Linked DNA regions of Sus scrofa: region 1 is linked to region 2. A link is a contact called in public promoter capture Hi-C data. All regions are on one chromosome and are shown on one strand. The core of a region is the stretch at or near the end of the contact, and the rest is flanking DNA. Distances in the headings are between cores, read along the strand shown. Region 1 overlaps GBE1 (1,4-alpha-glucan-branching enzyme). Region 2 holds the start of GBE1 (1,4-alpha-glucan-branching enzyme).

Region 1 (5,424 bases), core at 2,095-4,594, 96 kb after region 2:
TAAAGTATATTTAAAATAAGAAAAAAATCATGGTATGTTTACTGTGCCTTTTTTTTTTTTTTTTTTTTTTTTACAAATAATGAAATTATAAATGTATCTGAAAACACTGAAATATTGCCACACATAATATGGTTACCAGAAGAGCAATATTGTCTGGAATAAAGAGACATTTTAACATGGGATGGCAGCCAAGGTTCTTCTTAATCTGTAGTGAAAAGGAGAAAAAGTAGCTATAGTATTCAATACGAGGGATTTACATTTAATATAAATAATCCCTTTTCCAAGTCAGTATAAGCTTCATGAGAGCAGGGGCCTTTGCTGTTTTGTTTGCTAATACTATATATTCACATTTCTTAGAAGACTGTCTGCCACAGAGTAGGCACTCAAGAAATATTTATTGAATGTTAAAGCCATTTTGAGGCCCAGTCTTTGAAGGAATAAACCACAGAGCTTGATTTCTCTGTGGTCTATAAGTCTTGATTTTAGGAAACTGAGAGGCAAGGTGACTATTATAGTCCTAGTTGCTTTGTTCTTAGCACCATTTGTTTTGTTATGTTTTGTTTTTAAGAACTGAATTTACTAATATTTTAAAAGGCTGCAGAATTTTTTTCGTCTTCTTGAATTAGAAAATTTTATGGGCTCTAACACCTTACCTCGTCTTTGCATTAAATGGTTAATGGAATTTTTTTTTTTGCTAATTTTTTAAATTGAAGTATAGTTGATTTACAATATTATATTAGTTTTAGGTGTACAACATAGTGATTTGGTATTTTTATAGATTATATTTCATTTAAAGTTATGACAAAATGATGGCTGTATTTCCCTGGGCAGTATAACGTATCCTTGTTGCTCATTTATTTTGTATGTAATACTTTGTTTTTCTTAATCATGAATGCCTATCTCCCTGCTTCCTTCTCCCCTGTCCACACTGGTAACCACTATTTATTCACCATGTTAATTTTTTGTTTGTTTGTTGTTATATACAGTGAAAGAATTAATTTTCATTTTTTATTATATATTGGGAAAACAATTACTAGGAATGAATGATTATTGATGTATATATAGGAAATGATGATAGGCATTTGCCTCGACCATCCAATTTCAAGTCTTTTATACTTTCTGCTATGGTGTGAATATTTGTGCCTCCCTCCAAATCATATGTTGAAATCCTAATTCCTTATATGATGGTACTAGTACTTGGGGTTTTAGGAGATGCTTAAGTCAGTCATGAAGGTGTAGCCATCTGAATAGGATTAGTGCCCATATGAGGGAGGCTTCAGAGTGATTCCTGGCCCCTCCACCAAATGAAGATACAGTAAGAAATGTGCAGCCTGGAGGAGGGCCCTCACCAGATCATGGTGGCAGCTGATCTTGAATTTCTAGCCTCTAGAACTGTGAGACGTCAGTTTTGGTTGTTTGTAAGCCACTCAGTCTCTGGTATTTTGCTATAGCAGCCCATTCGGACTAAGGTACTTTTGACGCTATTCTCTGTCCTGTGCTTTCTTTCATAAATTTATTTGATGCAGATGTAATGAAATAATTTAAAAAGCATCTTTTACTTTTTTATGTGGCCTTAAAAATCTCTCACAGTAAATAAACATACAACAAATATCAAGTTAACTGTTGTGTAATCTTTCTTCATTATTCTATAAAGATTTTAGTGAAGATAAATTTATTGGAAACTTAGGACCAAAATATCACTCATAATATTTGGATGTTTCAAATTTTGGGAAACATTTAGATTTTATTATAGTGTCAATATGGTGATATAATTAGTTTTTCATTTATAGGAAATGATGTATGAGATTTTCTTTTGGGGACAGGGTAGGGTTATATTCTCTATACAAAAACCAGTAAGTTGGAGTTCCCATTGTGGCTCAGCAGATTAAGGACCTGACATAGGCTCCAGAGGATGCAGGTTTGATCTCTGGCCTCCCAGTGGGTTAAGGATCTGGCATTGCCACAAGCTGTAGCATAGGTCACCGATGCAGCTTGGGTCAGTGTTGCTATGGCTGTGGCATAGGTCAGCAGCTGCAACTCTGATTTGATCCATAGCATAGAAACTTCCATATGCTGCAAGTGTGGCCATAAAAAGAAGAAAAAAATCACCAACTTGTGGTTTTTGGCCTTTCAATCTGAAATTGTCCCTAGGTAGTCTACCACAGTAATTAAAACTCTCGTTTTAAATTGAACTTGAAAATTTATTTCAGTCTACAAGGAATTGACCTTTATAACTCACTTGTGGATGTTTCTCTTATGAATTATGTGGTAATCATTGACAAAAAAGAATTTATCACCTACCATTGAAATAAAGCTTTGTTTTCTCTGCAAAACACCTTTTTTTTCCAATGGAACACTTTGGAAAAAGATACCTAATTACTTGTATGGTGATGTAAATGTCTCTTTTCTGTGTTTTTAAGTAAGTTTACCAAACAAAATATTATTTATTTATTTATTTATTTTTGTCTTTTCTAGGGCCGCACCCATGGCATATGGAGGTTTCCAGGCTAGGGATTGAATTGGAGCTGTAGCCACCGGCCTACACCAGAGCCACAGCAACGCAGGATCTGAACCATGTTTGCGACCTACACCACAGCTCATGGCAACTCCGGATCCTTAACCCACTGACAGAGGCCAGGGATCGAACCGGTAACCTCATGGTTCCTAGTTGGATTCATTAAGCACTGAGCCATGACGGGAACAAAATATTTTAAAAATAAAGTAATATAATAAAGTGATATTCAAGGCTATAAAGATATAAGGAAAGAACAGAAGTCTGTGTTCCTAAGGAATAAATAGTCATATATTACTCATGTCTTTGATACTTCTTCTTTTGAATGCATAGCCAAATTAATTATGTAAAGGTATTTTTTGTTCCTTATTTTAAGGGATACACTTTTAATAACAATTCTACTTAAAAAAAAAATTCTCAAGGTGTTTCATAGGAATTTAACATAATTATTTAGGTTCTGCCATTTGTCAGGTACTGTCCTTGTTCCGTGATGCTTGAACTGAATTATAGTATATATGTGGGATGTGTGTGTGTTTTAAAAATAAAGTGCTATTGGAGCAAAATATTAGTGAACAGTTTATTCATTCTGTGATAGTAACAGGGGAAATAACAGAAGGGCAGTGACATTCAAGCACACTTGGTAACATGTTTAGAAGTTGCCCAGAGAGATAGAAAGATGAAGGCTGTTTTAACTCGGTGTACTGCATGAATAAAAGTGTGTGTATTGATTGAAGTTCCAACAGGAAGCAACGGCATACTGAAAATAGGACAGTTTGAACAGTTTTGTTTATTTTTTTCTTTCCACCTCCGAAAGGCTGTTTTCAAAGTTGAACATGCGAGGGATCTGCTCTAGAGTTCAAAGGAGAGTGGGGTGAGGGGACTTAGCAACACCCATACTAACCTTGCCTAGGCCACAAGGAACATGGGATCAATTACTAGAACCCAGAGGGAGACCGAATCAGCCATCTTGAGAGGAGCACTGAGTTTTGGTGACAGATGTGGTTAATTCATGACTACCTTGCAGGGAAGGAGCTAGGGGAATAAGGAAACAAATACTCTGATCTCTCACTCTTCTTCCTTTCTCTGACCTCTTCCTGTGGTTCCACATTGCCCAGTCCAATAAAAAGCCAGAGTTCTGGGAAATATGGTCCACATCAATTAGCCTCCTGGGGCAGAAAGCCAATGATAAGTGGATCTGACTGACTAGTAAAATGGGGCTCAGGAGGTCAGTGAAAGAGTGCAGGTCAAGAGAAGTGAGAGTTCCAGGGAAAGTAAACCTGAAAGGTGGGTTGGAGGCAAACTGAAGAATTCCTTTCTTTTCTTCTGATTTCTGTTTTCTTTTCTTAAAAATTATTTCTATTAATATCCATTTGACTAGCAATGACAATCAGGATTATCTTCTTTTAGGAAGGTCCCTGGTGGCCTAGCAGTTAAAGGATCCACCCTTGTCACTGAGGTCTGGGTTCGATCCCTGGCTCAGGAACTTCTACTGCTATGGATAGGGCCCCAAAAAAAGAAAATTTTTTGTTTGTTTCTAGAGATGCACCTGCAGCATATGGAAGTTTCCCGGCTAGGGGTCCAATCAGAGCTCCAAATTGGAGCCAAGTTTACAACATATGCAGGATCCTTAACCCACGGAGTGAGGCCAGGGATTGAAGCCACATCCTTATGGTTATTAGTTGGACTCTTAACCTGCTGAGCCACATTGGGAACTCCACGCATTGTCTTCTTTGAAGTGTTTATTTAGGATGTTTATGTACTTTAACTTTTCTTTGCCAAATCAGTAACAAAATGGATTAGAATAGAGGTTTCTTGATGCCAGACCTTGAACCTTTTCAAAGGGTTGTATAATAGTGATCTTTAGAGCTAAAATAACAAAATGCTGTATTCTGGGCAGTGTAAACAACAGAAATTTAATTTCTCACAGTTCTGAAGGCTGGAAGTCTGAGATCAGCCAGCATGGTTGGGTTCCAGTGAGCATTATTTTCCTGGCTTAAAGATGGCTGCCTTCTTGCTGTGTCCTCACATGGCAAGAATCTTATCATCAGGCCCCCAGGCTTATGCCTTCCATTTAAACCTAATTTTCTTCCAAATGCCCTGTCTCAACATACCATCACAGTGGGGGTTAGGGCTTCAACAATGAATTTGGAGGAGGGCACATTTCAATTCAGAGCAGATCCTATTTCTTTCTGAATTATATTTAGATGATATACAATTGATGAATAGAAAAGAGTCATGGAACCTAACACCCACATTTACAGTTTTCTCAGATGAGACACATGAAAGAAATTAGAGATTACTTTACATTCATATTTAATTTGATCCTTATGGTAACACTGTGAAATAAGATACTGTTATTACATATCATTTCATGATGAGTATACTGAAGTTTAGAGAGGTTAAGTAGATGGTATTATTGCCTGGGCTTGCATTCTGGCTTCGCTAATAGCAAAGTCTGTCCTCCTATCCATAATGCCACTACTGGTCAGGTTGAGGGTTCACAGAGAAAAAATGGGGGGGAAGAAAGTGATAACAGAGGAAGTAGAACTTGAGCCTTGTCTCAGATTTAACACACCATTTTATACCATATTTGGTTTTGCTTTTTTTGTGGAGACTATCACCCTCATTTTTCAGGGTGTTAAGTATTGAAGTGACCTTCCCTGAACATCAAAAGGAGATAGATGGTTTATAGAAAGAGTTTGGGTTTTAGAGGATAAGAGATCAAATTTATCATGTAAAATTAAACAATTATTGAGAGCTAGAATGAAATTGCTAGGCAGAAGGATGCCATTGGGCAGGGATGTGGCATGTTAAAATGTTAGTATCTAAATATTTAGTTAAGAAGGTTAATCTCACAAGCAATTTATCCTTTATTTCTGGAATATTTTCTTATGTTATTTTTTTGCCCATTT
Region 2 (5,151 bases), core at 2,274-4,773:
GTTTAGTCATGGACCTCTCCTTTGCTTTTCTTTTTTTTTTCCCCTAGTCATTTTCAACAGAGAAGATGTGTTAAAGAGTATATATATTCCACATTATTTTTATTTTTTTGGCTGCACCTGTAGCACATGGAAGTTCCCAGGCTAGGGATTGAACCTGTGCCACAGCAGTGACCCAAGCTGCTGCAGTGACAAAGCTGTATTCTTAACCTGCTGTGCCACAAGAGAACTCCTATTTCATATTATTTATACTTTGAAAATTCTTTTTTTGTATTTTAAAAACAGCTTTACTGAGCTATAATCATCATACCATGCACCTACTTAGTGTACAATTTAGTCCATCCATGGAATTGTGAAACCATAATCAGAATCAATTCTAGAAATTTTTCCTCACCCCTAAAAGAAACCCTCTACCTATTGGCAGTCACTCTCCATTTCCTTTAGCCTGGGAAGCCAATACACTACTTTCTGTCTCTACAGATTTACCTGTTCTGTGAGCATTATCATGACTGGGACTTGCATTGTTCACCACTAATTCCAGTACCTAGGAAACTGGCTGGCACATGGGATTTCAATCAATACTTGTTCAATAATGAACAAAACAGAATAGGTCCCTGCTCTCCTAGAGTTTACATTCTAACAGAGGAGATCAATAAATAAAAGGAAACACCTAAATTTTAACTATTGCATAGACCAGAATGCACTATAACAGAAAATACTGAGATATTTAATAGTTGAATTAGAGGCTTATCAGAGATGAGCTGACATTTATGGTGAAACCTCAATGAATGGGAAGCAAATAGATATATGGAAAGGAAATTCCTAACAAAGAGAAGGGCAAGTAAAGTCTTAGAGGCTATAAAGTGCTCAGCAAGTTTCAGGAAAGTGTGACTACAGAATAGTAAAGCCAGAGAGTAAGTGGTGGAAAGGTAGTCAGGCACCAGATTATGGAGGCCTTGCTAGGGAAGAGTAAGAAGTTTATATTAACTCCAAGTGAACCTATATGTCTTCTAAGTTGTATGATGTATTCCTTGAGTAGATCCTTACTATTCAAACCGTGCTTCCAAACTGCAGCAGCTGCATCACCTCTTAGCTTGTTAAAATTTCAGAATCCGAGACACCACCCAGAACTGAAAAAGAGTCTATGCTTTTAACAAGATTCCCCCGATAACTTATATGCACACTAAAGCTTGAGCAACACTAGAAAATGGATTGGAGGTGAGAAAGAGTAGAAGAGAAACACTTAGATATGTTGGTCCAAATCCACCTATGTTAAAGAGAAAGGCTTGCATGAGAGTGATAGCAGAATTGTCTGTTTAGATCTTCTGCCCATTTTTTGATGGGGCAAAAAAGACATACGGATGGCTAAAAAACACATGAAAAGATGTCAACATCACTCATTAGAGAAATGCAAATCAAAATTACTATGAGGTATCACCTTACACCGGCCAGAATGGCCATCATCAAAATGTCTACAAAGAATAATTGCTGGAGAGGGTGTGGAGAAAAAGGAACCCTATTCATTTGGTGGGAATGTAAATTGGTGCAACCACTGTGGAAAACAGTATGTAGATTCCTCTGAAACTAAAAACAGAACTACCATTTGATCCAGCAATCCCACTCCTGGGCATCTATCCAGAGAAAACCATGACTTGAAAAGACACATGTACTCCAATGTTCACTGAAGCACTATTTGCAATAGCCAAAACATGGAAACAACTTAAATGTCCCCCGACTGAGGAGGATAAAGAAGAAATGGTACATATACACAATAGAACATTACTCAGCCATTAAAAGGAAAGAAAGAACAAGAAATAACGGCATTTGTAGCAACATGGACGGACCTAGAAATTATGCTAAGTGAAGTCAGTCAGACAATGAGACACCAACATCAAGTGCTATCACTGACATGTGGAATCTAAAACAAGGATACAATGCACTTCTTTGCAGAATAGATACTGACTCCCACACTTTGAAAAACTTAGGGTTTCCAAATGAGACATGTTGGGTATAGGGAGATGCACTGAGGGTTTGGGATGGACACGCTATAAATTTTTTTTTGTCTTTGCTAGGGCTGCACCTGGTGCACCTGGAGGGTCCCAGGCTAGGGGTCCAGTCAGAGCTGTAGCTGCCCGCCTTCACCAGAGCCATAGCAATGTGGGATCCAAGTCGCATCTGCGACCTACACCACAGCTCACGGCAACGCTGGATCCTTAACCCACCGAGTGAGGCCAGGGATGGAACCCACCTCCTCATGGTTCCTAGTCATATTTGTTAACCACTTAGCCATGACGGGAACTCTGATGCTATAAAATTTGGTTGTGATGATTGTTATACACATATAAATGTAATAAAATTCATTAAGTATTAAAAAAAAAAGTGGTAGCAGAAGAGGTAAGACTTTCTTAGTGTATGTCTCCAGTGACAAGCGGCTCAAGACTCTTAGCCAGCTAAATAGAGATTTCAGTAGGCAGGTAGCCACATGAACCTGGATTTCTGATAAATCTGTGGGTCTATTAGGTATCCTGCTTGAGTTTCAAGTGTTGTTTTTTATTCCACAAATGTTTGCAAGCTGTCATCTTTATGGAAAGTAAGACATCTTTCTGAAGGTTTTCCAAATCCTCCACTTCCACTTTTACTAGATATCTTTTTTCCTCTTTTACTAGATATCTTTCATCAAGTCTTTTTTAACCCCATCACAGGAAATGTTCTGAACGTTTTAAAATTCAAGGCCCATGGCTGCTCAAATGTCCTTCTCCACAGCCCCTTGGATTCCAGACACTTCTGTCTTAACTGAGGTTATTAGCCAGAGACAGCCTCTAAGCGTCTCCAGTCTCTATGTGCAAAGTAATTCTGTATTCTTAAAAAAGGATCTTTAAACTAGAAAAAAGTTAATGGGAATGAAAACATAAACAAGTTCCAAGTGGGGGAGACTGCCTAGAGTTCCCCATTCCTAAACCAAGAGGAAGAGGTTTCTTGCCTTAGCACTTCGTTAATAAGGAGCATAGCTGAATATCAATTTAATGCTCTTCCCTGTATCTTATCTCAGTAAGTGTAGTTTAATCGCTAAAGTTTGTTACAATTATTTTCAAAGGTAAGAGAGCATTTTTCTTTCTTTTTCTTTTTTTAGGCATAGGGAATAGTAAAAATCCATATGGTTTCAATTCTCAGTGCTGGTAACCCAGAGAATACCAGAACACCAGAACATCCCTGAAGTGGTTCCAGGATCCTGACTTTTTTGGTTAAATTCACGAAACGGGGAAAAATGAGCAGTAAAGAAGCATAATTAACATTTTCAAAGGCATTATTCTATCCATACTTGACTGTTCCCCTCATAATGAATTTATTTCATCTGTATGAAACACTAAGTTAATAAGAAACTCTCAGAACTTGGAGGAAAAAAGTCCCTTTCAAGAAAACCTTATAGCCAATGCCGCCAGGAGAAGCTGATTAAAGAAATAAGGCGGAAGGTGTGTTGGGGGGCGGGGGGAGTTGCCTTGGAGCCAAGATGGGTCAGGATCAGAGAGGTCAAGGCTGAGCAAGGTCTGCACCGGACCCGCCTCCCGGGGTGGCCTCGGCCCCCGGGGCAGAGACGCTGGGAGGAAAGGGTAGGTCTCGGTGGCCTCCAGGTGCGAGCCGCGTGAGTAGGCTGCCTGGGCGCCTCCTCCCCTTTCGGGACGTGCGTCCAGGGCGCACTCCGGGTCCCGCTCCTCCCCGCCCGCGGGGGGGGGGAAGGGGAACAGGGGGCCGTTCTCCCCGGCTATAAAGGGCCCTGGGCCTCCTCAGCTCGCCTCGGCTTGTCCGGGCGACCTCCGGCTCCGCCCTCGCCGCCTTACTCCCAGCCCGAGCTCCAGTCTCCGCTCAGGCTCCACTCGACACTCTCGGGCCTCGGCTACTCGGGCTGCGGCGGAAGATGGCGGCTTCGGCTGGTGCCCCGGCTCCCGCCGAAGGCTCTGAGGAGGCGCTGGCCTCTGCCCTGGCCGACGTGCCCGAACTGGCCCGACTTCTAGAGACGGACCCGTACCTGAAGCCCTACGCTCCGGACTTCCAGCGCAGGTATCTGACCCCCTCGGGGCTCTTCCCCCTCCCCCGCCCCACTCCTCAAAGCCCAGCAGCCCGCTTTCCCCGCGCCCGCTGGGGCCGCCCCTTGGCTTGAGGGAGTGCGGGCCCCGCCCCTTGCCGGCTCCACCCACGTCGGCCCCGCCCCCGACCTTCTGAGCTCGGCTCGGGTGGAGTCAGGTAATTGGGTTCTACGGCTTCCGGAGTTGTGGGATGACGACGCTGGCCGCCTGACTAGAAGTGCAAGCGCTGAATAAACTTTCCTCATCCCTCTCCCCTCCCTTCGAATCAGAGGTTTTGCGCCATTATGTGTGTGCTTTGGCTTCCAGCACATGTTTCCTTAGGTGCTCTGCGGAGTGAGGCAGTGACATTGCAGGTTATCTGATCCTTCCATTCCCCAGAATGGTCCTCTGAATTAGCCTCTGCATAACATCTGGCCTGTGTAATAGTGCTTTTAAAACTTTCTGGTTTATTTAATAGCAATTTTGTGGGTTTCTATCCAATAGGGTTCTTTCAGGCAGCTTGTCTTTTCTGGTTAATATTCCGCCTCTCAGAGAAGATTAAGCATATCTTGGTCACTTTTTTTTAACCCCCTTGGGACAACACTGACAAGTGAATGAGTAAACATGTGGCAGCGTCGGTCCACGTTTGGTACTGTCATCCTGAAGAGGGAGAAAGATGACGAAAGTCATACTTCTAGAGGCAGATTTAGTATGCTTTGATTTTAGCTTGACCTATATCATGATGTAGTAAATTAGTTTGCCAGAATTAAGTTGCTAGGATAATACTTCTAGTAGTCAGCTTAACTTAAAAGGTATAGTTTTGAAGACTAAAATGGTTCTTAATACTAGTTATAGTAGTTATGTTTGCGAGATAAGCACATTGTTATTTGTTTCTGGCCTTTTAGCAGAGTCACTTGAAAACGACCATGGCAACAGAATATATCTGGTCACATTTTCAGGTAATAGAAAACTTGTAGCTTGTTGCTGGCAAGAAGCAGCACTGCAGGTAATGAAATGCGGTAGATTGGAAGTTTGGGGAAAAAAAAAACAACTTGGATTTGTGACCTGGCGTTGTCCCTACTGCCTGCTCTCA

The links. Promoter capture Hi-C pulls out the DNA fragments that hold promoters and counts their contacts.
Region 1: a contact with region 2 is called in a promoter capture Hi-C map of liver, with 4 times the contacts expected there. The contact joins the enhancer-like site here to the promoter of GBE1 in region 2. A contact is called at or near these places in 2 of 5 promoter capture datasets (fetal liver and liver), 6 of 47 Hi-C or Micro-C datasets (brain, embryonic fibroblasts, liver and 1 more) and 1 of 2 datasets of contacts at active chromatin or transcription factors (alveolar macrophages).

The regions. Positions count from the first base shown.
Region 1 is chr13:173,727,452-173,732,875 of Sscrofa11.1, forward strand. The region is part of intron 3 of GBE1 (1,4-alpha-glucan-branching enzyme); the gene reads left to right. Among named protein-coding and RNA genes, the nearest start is that of GBE1, 96 kb to the left of the region's middle. Within about 2 kb of position 3,345, at least 2 of the 83 cell types and tissues checked have an H3K27ac peak or open chromatin away from gene starts, as enhancers often do. A contact at or near this core is called in fetal liver and liver, where this site is marked.
Region 2 is chr13:173,630,878-173,636,028 of Sscrofa11.1, forward strand. GBE1 (1,4-alpha-glucan-branching enzyme) reads left to right here and starts at 3,524. Exons shown (of 16, transcript XM_021070783.1): 1 at 3,524-4,053. The coding sequence starts at 3,911.